2 separate regions of the Mus musculus genome follow, and region 2 is linked to region 1. Evidence: chromatin contacts called from public Micro-C data. All regions are on one chromosome and are shown on one strand. Each heading gives the region's core, a stretch centred on a gene start, on an enhancer-like site or on the middle of the called end of the contact. The rest is flanking DNA. Distances are from core to core; before and after follow the strand shown. Region 1 holds the start of Foxc1 (forkhead box C1). Region 2 overlaps Tfap2a (transcription factor AP-2, alpha).

What was found. Hi-C and Micro-C count contacts between places; a contact is called where the count stands out from the background.
Region 2: a contact with region 1 is called in a Micro-C map of embryonic stem cells, with 13 times the contacts expected there. The contact joins the enhancer-like site here to the promoter of Foxc1 in region 1. A contact is called at or near these places in 4 of 484 Hi-C or Micro-C datasets (LSK cells, cardiomyocytes, cerebellum and 1 more).

The regions. Positions count from the first base shown.
Region 1 is chr13:31,804,420-31,808,977 of GRCm38.p6, reverse strand. Foxc1 (forkhead box C1) reads right to left here and starts at 2,332. Exons shown (of 1, transcript NM_008592.2): 1 at 1-2,332. The coding sequence starts at 1,770. The coding sequence ends at 109.
Region 2 is chr13:40,715,957-40,720,320 of GRCm38.p6, reverse strand. It overlaps Tfap2a (transcription factor AP-2, alpha), which reads left to right. Exons shown (of 7, transcript NM_011547.5): 6 at 988-1,129; 7 at 2,918-4,364. The coding sequence ends at 3,206. Among named protein-coding and RNA genes, the nearest start is that of Gm26688, 9.7 kb to the left of the region's middle. Within about 2 kb of position 2,765, at least 15 of the 459 cell types and tissues checked have an H3K27ac peak or open chromatin away from gene starts, as enhancers often do. A contact at or near this core is called in embryonic stem cells, where this site is marked.

The DNA.
Region 1 (4,558 bases), core at 1,083-3,582:
GTTTTAAAATTTGTATGTTTTTAGTTTCGATTTTGCATTGCTGGATTCTTTTACTGTTCCTGCTCTGGGGTTCCATTCCATTTGGCTCTAAGAGTGCCGGGAATAGGGTCAGAATTTGCTACAGTCATAGACGAAAGCCCCCGACGTGCGGTACAGAGACTGACTGGCAGGGAAAGCCATCTGACAGCTACTATTCCCATTCACCGGGGAGTTGTTCAAGCCGATCCGCTGAGACTCGAACATTTCCCGCACCGAGTGGAAGTTCTGCTGCTGGCCAGGGTAGCCTGCGGCCGCCGCAGCCGCCGCCGCGCTCGCCAAGTGGCCCAGGTCTCCACCTGCCTGGTTCAGGTACCACGAGGTGAGTCGGCCCTGGTGGGATGCAGGGTGGTGGCTGGCCTCCTGGCCGCCCCCGCCATGACTCAGGGACGAAGAGCTGCTGCTGGTCGCTGGAGGCAGCGAGTAGTCGGGCAGGGGGTCGTCCACCGCCGCGCTGCCCGCGCCTCCCGCCGGACCCTGCAAGTGGCCGCCACGCTCGCCCGCCGCGTACAGGCTCATAGCCTGCAGGTTGCAGTGGTAAGTGGCGGCGCCCCCCGTACCCGCAGCGCTGCTGCTGCCGCCGCCTCCGCCGCCGCCGCCACCCCCGCCGCCCGAACTGCCCGCACTGGAGCTCTGGCTGCAGGGGGAGCTGTAGAGGGAGCTCTGGCCCGGAGAGTAGGCACCCAGCGCCAGCGGGGGCGCGATGCCCGCGCGCGAGGACGCAGCCGCCGAGGCCAGGAGGCCGGAACCGAGCTCAGCGGCCGAACCCTGCGGCGACCCCCGCAGCGACGTCATGATGTTGTCCACGCTGAAGCCCTGGCTGTGATGCGGCGGCGGCGCAGGCTGTGGCGGCGGCGCGGGTTCTGCAGCGTCCAGGCTGAGCGGCCGCGCCGACGGCAGGCTGCCCGGGGGGCTGCTCCCGCTCGACAAGCTGCTGCTGCTGCTGTCGGGGCTCTCGATTTTGGGCACTGTGGCGGCGCTGCCGCTGCCTAGGGCGGCAGCCGGGGACAGGGGCTGGGGAGGCGAGGGACACGTACCGTTCTCCGTCTTGATGTCCTGGATGCGCACGGGCGGCGGCTGTGGCCCGGGAGCGGAGCCCTCGGCCTGCTCCGGGGGCGCGGGCGCGGGCTGGCGGCCGGCCTGCGGCGGTGGCGGTTCTTGGAGGTGCAGCCGGCCCTTCTCCTCCTTGTCCTTCACTGCGTCCTTCTTCTTGAAGCGCCGCCGCCGCCGCAGGAAGCTGCCGTTCTCGAACATGTTGTAGGAGTCCGGGTCGAGCGTCCAGTAGCTGCCCTTGCCTGGCTTCTTGTCGTCGCGGGGCACCTTGACGAAGCACTCGTTGAGCGAGAGGTTGTGCCGTATGCTGTTCTGCCAGCCCTGCTTATTGTCCCGATAGAAGGGGAAGCGGTCCATGATGAACTGGTAGATGCCATTCAGAGTGATCTTCTTGTCCGGGGCATTCTGGATGGCCATGGTGATAAGAGCGATGTAGCTGTAGGGCGGCTTCACCATGTCCTTGGGCTGCGGCTGCGGCGTATAAGGCCCGTAGGCGCGCGCCATGCTGCCCGGGTACTGCTCGGCGTGAGCAGGGTGCGAGTACACGCTCATAGGGGCCGGCATGGCGGTGTAGCCGCCCCCGGCCGCCGCCGCGGCAGCGCGATAGTAGCTCTGCTCGCCGCCGAGGTAGGGCACCACTCCCAGGGAGTTGGGGCTGGACACCGAGTAGCGCGCCTGCATGGCCCCGGCTCGCCGCCGCCAGGCGCAGCCCGCCGCCCCCCACCCTCGCTCGGGCCGGGCCGCGCCGCACCGGCCGCCGAGTCCGAGTCCGGGCCGCGCCGAGCTACCGCGGGCCCCTCCGCGCTGCGTCTGTCCCGGCCGCGGCCGCCTCCTTGCGCCCTGGGCCGCTCGGCCTCTCCCTGCGCTCGCCTGGCGCCTCGCAGCCCACTCAGTTCCCGCGCGGGCGGCGAGGGAGGGTCGCTGCACCCGGAGAGGGCCAGACCAGGACGCTGCAAGCCGCCTCGGAGGAACGTTCGGATCAACTTCCAGGCGCAGTCGGGGCAAAAAAAGAGACAAAAGTTAAAAAAAAATTAAAAAAAAAAAAAAACAAAAACAAATAAAAAAAATAAGGCGCCCTGCTCGCCACTGCCTGCGCCTTCCAGGAGACACTGCTCGGGGCTGCTGGCTAAGGCGGCCAAATAACCAGGGGCGGGGGCAGCGCGCCGGCCGCCTTCCCGGGCCCCCGCGTCACCTTTTCTCAGTCTCTTGCGCCGGCCGCTTAAGGAAGCATTGGGAAAACTTCTGAACTTTTGAGCATCCGTCACCCAGGCGAGGACTTTTTTACGCAGTTACATTTTTTTCCGGGCAGGGGAGCCCCGCCCCACTACGGAGGCGGCAGCCAATGGGAGGCGAGAGACGCCTGTGAATGAGCCAGCGGCCGAGCTCTGCCGGCCCGCTCCTGGCGGCTGGAGGACCGCGGGGCTGACCACACGCGCGCCGGCTGCCCGGGCCCGGCGCCCGCGCCCCTGCCCGCAGCCCGCGCTCGGTCCTCCCACCGCACCCACCCACTCACTCCCAGACTCTGCGGTTCTCCCGGTCTGCGGACTTTCGGAGTCCTCACCGGCCCGGAGACCCTTCCTGCGTCCACTGTTCCCAGGCCTCCACGGAGCCCTCGAGTCACACAGGATCTGCCTCAGTCCTTACTCTACCGTGCTGTCTCCAGCGCCGGGAGTTTCTCCGTCCTTTCCAGCCCTCCGCCCATCCCTTGTCCTCTCCTTTCCGAATATCCCTCTCCCTGCTATCACCGGTCACACCAACATCACATTTGCTCTCCACAGGCAGGTTCTCCAGTCCGACTTTAGGTTACCAAGGCTGTTACAGCCGCCGGGGTTCCAGTGAGGAAGAAGATGGTATTTCGGTGCCTCGCCCCACTCCCTGCTAGCAGTAAGCGGAGGGGATAGAAACTTGGAACTTCAAACGTGTGTTAAGCTGATGGAATGTGTAGGCCACATTGAGGAGCACGGGGTTCACAGGCGTTCCAGGGCTTAAAAGAGCTAGAGAGTTCGGGCTAAGAGGACTCCAGAAGTTTCCTCGACAAACCATGCGTTGCCCCTCTGTCCTGACCAGTACATTTTGGCTCGTAGGGGCAGTTAAGTTCAAAAGAGCTCGGTGACATTAGTAGTTGTGGTGAAGCAGAGTCAGGTAAATATCCCCAAGAACTTAAGGCTTCCCCCAGCCACTCTCAGCCTCTACCCATTCCAGGGCAGCTGTCTCACAGAGTCTGAGTTGGAGGAAGTGTTCAGAATTGCACCTACAAGGCGGCTTAAAGATTTTGAAGAGATAAGCCCCGAATGATCCTAGATATTCCGTGATTAAACCTCAAGGCTGCAGCCTCTGGGTGACTAGAACAGGATGGGTAGAGATGGGGGTGGGGGGGCGGTATTGGAGGATCTGAGAGGATAGGCCTCCCTCTGACTGAAAAACAACCCTGTATTTCAGCAACTGGTCCAGAAAAAAAAAATCTGACAGAGTGGGCACCAGGTCGTTTGCTAGAAGATGGGTTTGAGAGAAACACTGTGAAAAAGTGTTTGTGAATATTTTTCACCTCGGTTCCTCCGATTTCTGGTAATCTTTAACGCTAGGACTTGCTGGGAGTCAAAAGGTTTACCGACTTGAACCTTCTTTCCCTCACTAACACACACACACCATCACCACCACCTCTCCCTTAGTAGATAAAGATGCTTATTTATGCAGTAGGCACAGCTCTGTTTTGCTTGAACATATGCTTATACGCACATACATACATAATACATACATGTGTGTAATTTCAAAATGGGCATTTATATCAAGGAAAGAAGACTCATGTTTCTAGAATTCACACACAAACACAACACTCTCTCTCTCTCTCTCTCTCTCTCTCTCTCTCTCTCTCTCTCTCTCTCTCAAAGGGAAGCAAGCAGTTTGCATCCTGGTCTAGCACAATGTGGGCTCACTTGATCCTCTATTCCCAGATGTTTGCAAGACTAAGGACACTGTTGGACTGGGAGAAGTACCAGAGTCAGCAGTTGTTCCTAAAGATTCTTGAATGTGGTGAGAGTATAAGCTACACGTCCTAAAATATAAATTCATGTCTCCTTCTAGCCCAGCACACCAATGGCCTCACCAGCTCCTGACGCTGTGGCTTTAAGTCCTGGGTCTGGCCCTAGCTGGAGTACAATTAGAAAGTGATCGTCCCCTACACCTTGGCATTTGGTTCTTAAGCTGTGTGTGCACAACCAGCTGTGTGGTAGGATGATCGCAGCTTTTAGCAACTTCGCAGCTTTTAGCAACTTGTTTGTTTTCTGATTGTGGGGTTTCCACATTCCAGCGGGCGGGGTTCTGTAAGAGACAATGTGTTGCGTGCCCTCCCCCAGTCCCCAATTGCTCCCCAACCCCCAGTCCTTAGAAGTGTAAACAGTTTGTTCTGTAAATAACAAATCAAACAGCAGTGGTGTTTTCTGTTGCCCTCCTGGCTTTGGATATAAAATTT
Region 2 (4,364 bases), core at 1,516-4,015, 8.9 Mb before region 1:
AGTGCATCGAGGGAGATATTGCCATGGAATCTAAGAATCTGAAAGTTTCTCGAGAACATTGGAAACAATGTTTTTGAGAAGGCATTCTAGGATTTCTGGGTGTTAAATGGTGTTGAAGGTGGTGATAATGTAACTTAAAAAAAATCTATTGTTTAGGGCCAGAAATTCAAACCCAGCAACATTATGTTAAAATAATGGTAGTGTATAGAGATCCTGCTGTCCATATCATAATCCCCAAATTATATGCCAGGAAAATGGTGGTGGAAGCTGAGGGTAGAGCGTGAGGCACTGGTCTGGGTCTGGGGGTTGAGTGAGGCAGAGGGGAGGCAGTTTCTGGAGAACTGTTATTGTTTGTGATCCGCACCATTTTATGGAAACAAGCTCTGCAGAGAGGGCTTTGATGCTCTAATTGGCGCATGCGTTCTTCCGGAGCCGGAGCTAATGGCAGGAAGCCCCGCAGTAAAAACCAACTGGTTCAGGAAATTAAAACCAAAGATTCGAAAATCAACAACACAGACAGACTCAGTGGAGTGACCCTCAAATCCTCTTGGTTAATCGGCTTGGATGAACAGATAATTGTATGTGATCAAGTTAAAATGTAAACTTTCTCGGTTGTTCGCCTGCTGAAATGCTCAAGGAGTGATTAGGAAGCGCCACTGATGGGTGTGTTGATAGGTGTGAGGGTGGAACAGGGCAGCCATTTTCAAACAGAAGTCGAGGAAACTGCAGTCGGGGATGGGGGTGGGGGTGGGGATGGGCGAGATTAACATTTTCAAACCCTCTTGGCCTTGTAAGCCAGCTAGGCACTGCTGAGTTTGCTCTCTGGATCGCACAGAGAAGAAGAAAAGTCTAAAGAAAGGAAACAAGTGGTTTCTGTTCCTTCCAACTTTTGGTGAAGAAAGTTTAGGGAGTTGGGTGTGGAGGGGAAACTTTGATCCCAAGTCCGTGGTTCTCTGGCCCTCACTTCCCTCCTCCACCTCTTGCCAGGAGAAGCCGTCCACCTAGCCAGGGACTTTGGGTACGTGTGCGAAACTGAATTTCCTGCCAAAGCAGTAGCAGAATTTCTCAACCGACAACATTCCGATCCCAATGAGCAAGTGGCAAGAAAAAACATGCTCCTGGCCACAAAGTAAGGCATTTACCTCTGCAGGGTCTGGGCTGTTCACTGTCAAAAGAAACAGAAATTAGCTCCTGCTCCCCCCACCCCCCACCCCCATCTTCCTTTCTTGTTGATCGGCTTTGCTGTGAATACTGAAATCAGGGCACCAGTGTCGAAGTGAGCGCAGTCTGTGTCACAAAGGAACCAGAGTGGGATTGTCCCTGTGTTTTCTGTGTTCTTCCTAAAGTCTGTCTCTTTCTGTGTTGACTTTTAAATGAATGTGGATGTGTGTGGTTTGCAGCCGGGGGTTTCACTGAAAGAGTATGGATTTGTGTTGCTTCAGAAAAAGTCAGAATCAAATCCTCACAGGGCTACCAACTAGGCTTGCCTGGGTTTTCTCTCTATCACTGTGTTCTGAAAGGCAGAGGCTAACTCGGCCTACAAAATGTGCCGTCCAGCAACAGCTCTACTCTTACCTCTAATCCCAGTTTCTATCCTCTCTCTCTCTTACACACACACACACACACACACACACACACACAGAGAGAGAGAGAGAGAGAGAGAGAGAGAGAGAGACTCAGAGACAGAGTTACATAGTTATACTATACTATGTATACTATGTAACTCTGTAAGTTTTAGTTAACTGGCAAGCTATCATCTCAGGGTTTCAAGATGGCCCAAGTTATATTCCCAAAGTGCCTGGGCTGAATTGACTTCTCTAGGTTGAAAAGAAAAATGACTGTCTTGATATGTTTGCTGGAAATTAAAAGGCTTGTTTAGAAGTCCTCAATTATCAAAAGCTGGTGTCACCGAAGGGCACCGCAGCAGAGAGTTAAGAGGCAGAGAGAGGCCTTGTGTGGGACAGTTTCTGGCCTAGTGATAGGCTTATACACACACACACACACACACACACACACACACACACACACACACACACACCCTCCCTCCATGGGCTGTAGCAACCTCAGGAAGGCCTCTGCTACTGCTGGCTTCCAGGACCAGACAAACTTCCTGTGTGCTGAGGTAGCTCTCTCTATGGCTCCCCACTTTAGTCTTAGAGACAGTCTGTCACTGACCCCAGAGCTCACTATTTGGACTAAAATGGCTGCCCAGCAAATCAGAGAGATCCCACTATCTCTCTGATCCAGCGCTGGGGTTAAAGACATAAGCCTCCAAGCTAGATTCTTACATAAATTCTGAGCATCCAAAGGCAGATCCTTGTGTGTGTGTGTGTGTGTGTGTGTGTGTGTGTGTGTGTGTGGTGTGGTCAAGTGTGAGTTCTCTCCCCGGGGCCTGCTGTTGTTTTGAAAAAGCAAAGTTTGCCTTTCTGCCTAAATTCAAGTCTCATCTGGTTTGAAGGTGAATGAGAGGAGACCCCATTCCACCAGCTTTTATTGTGGTTCCTTTAGGGATGTGGGGAGCAGGCTCTGGTGATATTTTGAAGAACAAGCCTGGCATTTCTAGAATACTGAAGAGGGATACTTGTGTTTTTCACTTCCGGTGTAACTTTTCTTTGCCTGTGAAATGCTTTCCTGTGTTCAGGGTGTTTGCTGTGAGAAAGGTGTAGGCAGAAGTTTGTCAGGGCTGAGGGTTGGAGGTGGGGAGAGAAGGGGAGGTCTTTTTGAAGTAGGAAGGGTATTCATTTAAGGGAGGAGTGTTGGTTTAGAAGTGACAGGCTTTGTTATTCTGAGTGACTGGCCTTGAGTCCTGAGTGGGGGAAGGTGGGCTGGATGGCTGAGGTAACTTCAGGGAGCGATGGTTTCTCACTACCACTAAGGCCTGATGGGAGCTTTCACTTCTGTCTCTGTTCCACTGCAGACAGATCTGCAAAGAGTTCACTGACCTGCTGGCTCAGGACCGATCTCCCCTGGGGAACTCGCGGCCCAATCCTATCCTGGAGCCTGGCATCCAGAGTTGCTTGACCCACTTCAACCTCATCTCCCATGGCTTCGGCAGCCCGGCGGTGTGTGCAGCGGTTACGGCCCTGCAGAACTATCTCACCGAGGCCCTCAAGGCCATGGACAAAATGTACCTCAGCAACAACCCCAACAGCCACACGGACAACAGCGCCAAAAGCAGTGACAAAGAAGAGAAACACAGAAAGTGAGGCTCTCCTCCCGCCCCGCCCCCGCCCGCCTCACCGGCCCGCGTCCCCCCACTCGCCCCTCCCCCACCCGGCAGGTGACAGCTCCGGGACCAGCCACTCCTACTGCTGCTGCTACTCTGCGTTGCCGCGCCGCCCTTCGTCCCCGGAGTCCTCCGGATTGCTCTCTCGACTGCCAGTGGGGCAGCCGCTGCCTACTCAGCGCCTTGCCTCAACTTCCCCATCAGTACCAACACCCCCTTTACCCTCGTGTGGAGCCTAAGAGAACAGAACAGGTCGTGAAGCCAGCAAAGAAAAGTTCTGTCGCGTTTGTGAACCTTTTTTTTTTTTAATCAAATCGACAACAAACATTAAAACTTTTTTTTTTTAAAAAGGACGTTAAAAAATTTAAAAAGTATATGAGCTTCATGGGACTAACTCATCGCCTTCCCTTGCGTACTTCAGATTGTAGCCATACTTTTAAAAAAAAAGGCAAAGAGGATAATGACATTTTTTATCAGTATTGTGAATAAACTTGAACACAAATACAGAAGTTCTATGTCCTGTCTTCAGTTGTAGAAGTTGTCTTCTGCAAGGTACAACCACCCACTTGAACTTCCTCTGATGACACAATCCACAATTCTATAAGGGAATCAGTGTTCACGTCTCTGTATATATTTATTTATGTGTAATTTAATGGGATTTGTAAATATGGTGAGTCTGTTTTAAACCTTTTTTTATTTATCTGGTGATCTCGTTTACCTCCTGTTTAGTGGGCTTTGGATCCTCCCTGTTAGTTCTTCATGTGGTTTTACTTAGAAATCCAAGGTTTGGGTAAGACTCCCCCTCCCCACCCCTTTTCTCCAATTCATGGATTTAGCCCCGTGGTAGCATGTTAAACGATTATAATGAAACAGCTGAACAAAAACATTTTTAAGGTAAAATAAAAATTTATATATAATTAGTATTACATTTAGCTTTTCATTGAACTGACAGGAAAAAAATCAGTGATATTGGGAGATTGGAAAAAAATTTCTTAAACTGGAGTGATTTGATAATCCTTCTATGGTATCATGGGGAGAAAAATAAAGTTTATTTGAGTTCACTGTCCTCCCTTAAAAGCATCCTTCGAGCAATAAATGAATATTGTCTTTAAACCAAGGGTTAGGGATTTCTCTTCTC